2 separate regions of the Ovis aries genome follow, and region 1 is linked to region 2. Evidence: chromatin contacts called from public Hi-C data. All regions are on one chromosome and are shown on one strand. The core of a region is the stretch at or near the end of the contact, and the rest is flanking DNA. Distances in the headings are between cores, read along the strand shown.

What was found. A called contact is a pair of places that touch in the nucleus more often than the background predicts.
Region 1: a contact with region 2 is called in a Hi-C map of liver, with 5 times the contacts expected there. The contact joins the promoter of ADSL here to the promoter of RPS19BP1 in region 2. A contact is called at or near these places in 7 of 16 Hi-C or Micro-C datasets (blood, hypothalamus, liver and 2 more).

Annotation. Positions count from the first base shown.
Region 1 is chr3:217,491,180-217,494,126 of ARS-UI_Ramb_v3.0, reverse strand. It overlaps ADSL (adenylosuccinate lyase), which reads right to left and starts at 1,645. Exons shown (of 12, transcript XM_060413572.1): 1 at 1,580-1,645. LOC106991094 (a long non-coding RNA gene) reads left to right here and starts at 1,695. Exons shown (of 2, transcript XR_003588544.3): 1 at 1,695-2,084.
Region 2 is chr3:216,775,410-216,778,109 of ARS-UI_Ramb_v3.0, reverse strand. RPS19BP1 (ribosomal protein S19 binding protein 1) reads left to right here and starts at 1,415. Exons shown (of 4, transcript XM_004007001.5): 1 at 1,415-1,495; 2 at 1,649-1,777. The coding sequence starts at 1,444.

The DNA.
Region 1 (2,947 bases), core at 396-2,895, 720 kb before region 2:
CTAAGTCCCTTCAGTCCTGTCTGACTCTGTGCGACCCCGTAGGTAACAAATGACAACACACTTCATGTCCTGATCTACTATTATTGTTATCCGAGCTCTGTTTATGAAATCTGTGCCTTCATTTTATCCTCTGTAAAACAGGAATCACATGCTTATAAAGAATTGTTTTGAGAATTAGTAAATTAATTTTTAAGGTCTTCAAACTGCTGAGCACACATAGCAGGCACTGTAGAAATGTCTGCTAGCATTTAAAAAAATTTTTTTATTGGAGTATAGTTGCTTTAAAAGAATGTGTTAGTTTCAGGTGAAAAGCAAAATCAATCAGTTATCATATATCCATCCACTTTTTTAGATTCTTTTCCTATATAAGCCATTACAGAGTACTGTGTCTGCTAGTGTCATGTACTACTTTATTTCTTGAGCAAGGTGATAGGAAGGGTGTAAAATTTAGGAAGAAAGTTTCCTGTTCGGGGACCCTATACCTTGGTCCTAGGTAGGTACTCAGATTGTTTCTGAGGTTACTAAATGTCATTTCGGAGAGGACTGCCATCTTGCTTGTGTGGCATTTTCCTCGGAAACTTTATAGCTCTCTGGATCACTCTCATGCTTCCTTCAGCGCTTCTGTGAAGATCCTTCTGGGGCTATTTCTGAAACCGCTCGGCAGAATACCTCTACATGAAGCTCTCAGAACCCATAACTCGCATCTAATAACCCCCTACCCTGATTCTCTCTCCCCAGAGACAAAAAAAGGCAGTCTAGTGAAGAAGAAAAAATGGCCCAGGAAATGTGTATTTTGCAGTGACAGGTCTCTGACTACACAGAGGCATGTGGAGGGCGAGGTGGCTGGGCGTTCAGTTAGGCTTTGCATGGTCATGGGTTCACACCGGGTTCCTTTATTTATAGGAGTGCTAACTCGCTTCAGTCATTTCCGACTCTTGGCGACTCCTGGACTGTATAGCCCGCTAGGCTCCTCTCTCCATCGGATTCTCTAGGCAAGAATACTGGAGTGGGTTGTCATAATGGTTAGAAGCAAATATCTCACTGGCACATCATCGAGGCTTGGTCTTCTCTCCTATAACGTGGGAAACCGCGCCCTAGTCTGCAAAGTCTTTCTGAGTTAACCGGGTAAAGATGTGTGCAGAAGCGAGCACAACCGCACAGAAGGAGCACTCGGCGGTGCACTCCTACAGGAACCGCCAAGACTTACTCCCGGAAACGGTAACTGCACTTCTCGCCGCCCACCGTCCATCTCCAACCCTCCACCATTAAAACGTGTGAGGTAACAGGTGGCGACTGCTGGGCCTCCTGCCCTGGCCTTCCTGGGGCCGTTCCTCCGGAAAGGGAACACCTGGCCGAAAATAGCGGGGCAGCTGCCTGGGGAGGCTCAGCCCGCGCACTAAGTCCCAGCCTGGCACGTGCAGGGCGGGGCCCGCCTCCAGATGCGTTACCTGCTCGGCCTCCGCCAGCCATAGCCAGAGCTGCCGCCAGGTCCGGAATTTGTACTTGTCGCTAAACAGGAAGCACATCTCCGGGCTGGCATAACGGGAAGCAAGCGGCGAGCGATAGCTATCGTACTCACAGGCCGCCTCCCGCCCGCCACAGTCGCCCCCTGCGGCCATCCCGGACTCTGGACCCCGCCGGAGCTGACTGGGTCAGCGAGGGCGGAAGCGGAAGTCTGTGGGCGGGACTTCTTCCACTTGGTTCCACCCCTGGGGTTTCCGGGAGACCAGAGCCTTCAGGGCTGCAGATTTTAGGCTCTTCGCTGCTGAGGGTTAAAGCGTTTCTCTTGGTTTTACGAGAAACGTGGTCAGTGCTTCACAAGTTACCTCCGCAGCTCTGCGTTCAGTTTTCTCATCCGAAAAAAGGTACATTAAGACCCGCCTTTAGGATTGCTCTGAGGACATCAAATTGATGTCCAAGACATTTGGAAAGCACTGTTTTTTTGCTATTATTTTTGTCTCCTCCCCTCCCCTCCTGCCGCCTGCCGGGCCCCCAGCACGGTTCTGAGACAAGTACAAGACAGGGGAAATCGGCATTGAGTTCTCCGCCCTGGGACACGTCTTTCCCACTACATCTTACTCAAGGTCAGAAAATGTCACCGATGAACCCACTCTTCCCTCTGGTTGGCCACTAATAATAAACCCACTAATGTTTATGGTGGTCTCACCGGTGGCTCAGACGGTAAAGAATCTGCTTGCGATGCAGGAGACCGGGTTCGATCCCTTGGTGGGGAAGATCCCCTGAAAAAGGGAATGGCTACCCCAGTCCAGTATTCTTGCCTGGAGAATTGCATGGACAGAGGGAGCCTGGTGGGCTACAGTCCATGGTGTCGCAAAGAGTCCGAGGGTACTGAGGGACTAACACTTCACTTTCACTAGGTATCAGGCACTGACCTGAGTGCTTTACACAAGTAATCTCATTAAATCCATGTGAGGGCCCTGAATTGTTCAGGTATTGTTAAATAATACAATACACTACTCTCCAGTGCGGCGTAAGTGCTCAGTAAATGCCTGCCATTATTCTGATCCCCATTTTTCAGGTGACAAAGTGAAGGCATGAGGAGATTGACCGTCTTGAGATAGCTCATGTGGCTCCAGGCTCTCAGTTCTTACCAGATTCAAATGTTTTCTTCCCTTTGTGCTACAGTAGCAGCTACTATATTGCTTTGAAATTACCTTTTTTTGAGTGTCTCACTATAAGGGGATGTCCATTTTGAAGTTTCAGCTTGTTGGTTGAGGTGGCCCTTTTCCCAGTAACTGTAAGACTTAAGGGATATTGAAAGTTCTGATTAAATCTCAAGATTTGTAAGATCTCATCTTTGACAATAACTTCTTGTCACCTTTCCATTTCTGCTTTTTTTTTTTCATGATTCACTAAAAAATGGATGGACCACCCTTGTAGTGTTCTCCCGTCCCACCTCAGATTTCATATAGGCCTCTCTCATAAC
Region 2 (2,700 bases), core at 166-2,665:
GTTGGCACAGGCCAGCAATGCATAAATGCTCCAGCCCGATGGTCTTTCTTTATTCCCAGCTCTGACACCATCGATGTGACCTGGATAGGTTCCTTGGCCCCTCTGAGCCATTTGTAAAATGAGGGAAACAGTGGTTTCTACTTCAGAGCGAGGGGGGTGGTGTAAGTGAGCCAACAAATGTAAAACACTGAAAACAGCACCTCGAGGTAGTTTGTTATTATTAATGTTTGTTTAGGCATTTCTCTCCCTTCTGGACAAGCTGGTGGAGGTTAGTCAGGTTCATTTACACAGGAGCAACTGAGTCACCTCCATGTCCTACACTCTACAGGGTCTAGTATACAAAAGGCCCTCAGAACATGTTTGTACTCCGAATTCATTCACCACTCATTTATTGAGTGCCTTCTGCATGCCAGGTACTGGGCTAGGAGTGCAGCAGCAGTGAACAAGACAGGGCTCCTCCCTGCAGCAAGAAGAGCACTAATTTCTAAGCCAGGATTTCTCAAACTATCGATATTTTATATAAGAAACTCTCTGCAACCCCATGGGCTGCAGCCTGCCAGGCTCCTCTATCCATGGGATCTTCCAAGACAAGAATACTGGAGTGGAATGCTATTTCCCCCTCCAAGGGATTTTCCTGACTCTGGGATCGAACCCGTGGCTCCTGTGTCTTCTGCACTGGCAGGCAGATTCTTTACCACTGAGCTACCCAAGAGGTGGCCCAAGGTCCTCTTCCTTCTTAAAAAACGTCAGAATCCCAAAGAGCTTCTGCATATGTAACTATCTAATGAGAGTTACCACGTTAGAAAATAAAACAAATACATTTTAAAATATTTATTAATTTAAAATAACAGTAACAAACTCACATATTAACGTAACTGACGTATTTTAATGAAAATGGTTGTATTTTTCAAAACCAAACAAAATAGTTTTTTTAAAAACCCACTGATACTGTTTTGCATTTTTGCAAATATCTTTAATATCTGGCTTAAGGCAAGACAGCTGGATTCTCACGCCGAAGTAAACGTTGCTCTGGTTGAAGTATATGAAAAAATATTTCCAAAAATATATTTCCCTTTTTCGTAAAAACTGAGAATACTAAGTCCCCTCCCCGGCCTTGCCCACTACGTAGCGGCCAGACCGCAGAGGCTTTACCTACGAGGCTGAGTTACTGGCGGGCGGTTTCCGGGGGAAGGTGCCGCCTGTCTCGCAAACGGTTGATTGGGTTGCGATTGGACAACCAATGCTTCTTTGGCGCTTTGGCCCCGCCTCCAGATCCCGCCCCCTTTCCGCCGATTAGTAAACCTTACGCATGCGTTCTAAGGAAGGTGGGCACTTCCGTCCGCTCACTGTGGAACTTTTGCTTCTGGCTCAGGTTTCCGCCGAAACCACCTCGGGGGCCGAGGCGGAAGTAGTTGAGCTGTGTGGGCAGAACTAAGGGCAGCTATGTCGGCTGCTTTGCTGCGGCGCGGCTTGGAGCTACTGGGGGCTCCTGAGGGTAAGGAGGCTCTGTCCGAGGACGTTCGGCCAGGCGGGAAGGTGGCAGGGGCTGGGGGCAGGAGCCCCGAGGGCGCCAAACGATCCAAACCAGTCTTAGCCTCGGTGGGATGGGAACCCTGAGCGCCCTCCGACCCGAGCCCGTTCTTTACAGCCCCCGGCGCCGCTCCAGGACACACCAAACCGAGCCAAGCTCCGATGAAGCGGACCCGGAAGGCGAAGGCGACCCAGGCCCAGAAACTGCGGAACTCCGCCAAGGGAAAGGTGCCCAAGTCGGCGCTGGGTGAGCTTGGGAAGGCGCTGAACGCGCTGCTCCCGGGGGCCGCGGTGCCCTGGAGGAACTGGCGCTGGAGTCAGGGCTTCACATGTTACCCAGGCGTTTCTAGACTACCTGCCGTGCGACGGCCGCGGAGCGGGGTCCTGGGAACACGGAGATGAACGAGTCACATCGTCCCGACCCTCAAGGTCTACAGTCCTAGTGGGGAGAGAACACTGAGGAGTTTCAAAATCAGCGTTTTCAAACTTTTTGGGTTTGGGTTGGGTCAGGTTGGGTCTCTGTGATGAGATTTGTGCTGTAAAACTAGGGTAGTATGAAAGGGACTTAGAATAAAGACTTCTCTGAGGAAGCGACATTTAAGCACAGACCTGATGGAAGTATAAGAATGAGCTGGGGGAAGTATACTGTTGGCATATGTGGAATCAGAAGTTTACTATTAATCTTTGAAATGTCGAAAGAAAGAAGCCTGGTTGAGGTGACATACGGTAAAGGAGGGTGAGACACTGAGCGTTTAATACAAGTTAACACTCTGGGTGCTGTTCTCAGCCTCTGACAAATGTTTGCTCATTTGTTCCTCACAACCCTGTGAGGTCGGCGCTGTCATTACCCCCATTGCTCAGATGCAGAAACAGACCCCTGCCCAGATGGTACAGGTGGAAACCAGGCAGTGTGTCTCCAGAGCCCTGCTCCCACCTGTCCCTTCAAGCAGAAGGTGCTGTGGCCTGAGCACCGGTGACAGTGCGGAGATAACAAGAGAGTCCTGCAGATGGAAGCTGTGTTGATGGTGTCAGTGGTGGATTGGCTGTGAGGATGGAGGGAGCATCTTGAGGGATTTGGTGACGCTTAATGAGATGTACAGACTTGAACAGTGTGGGCAGGATGGCAGGGTGTTTTGATGTTTTGACCTGTGGCAGGACTTGAGCTCCTAA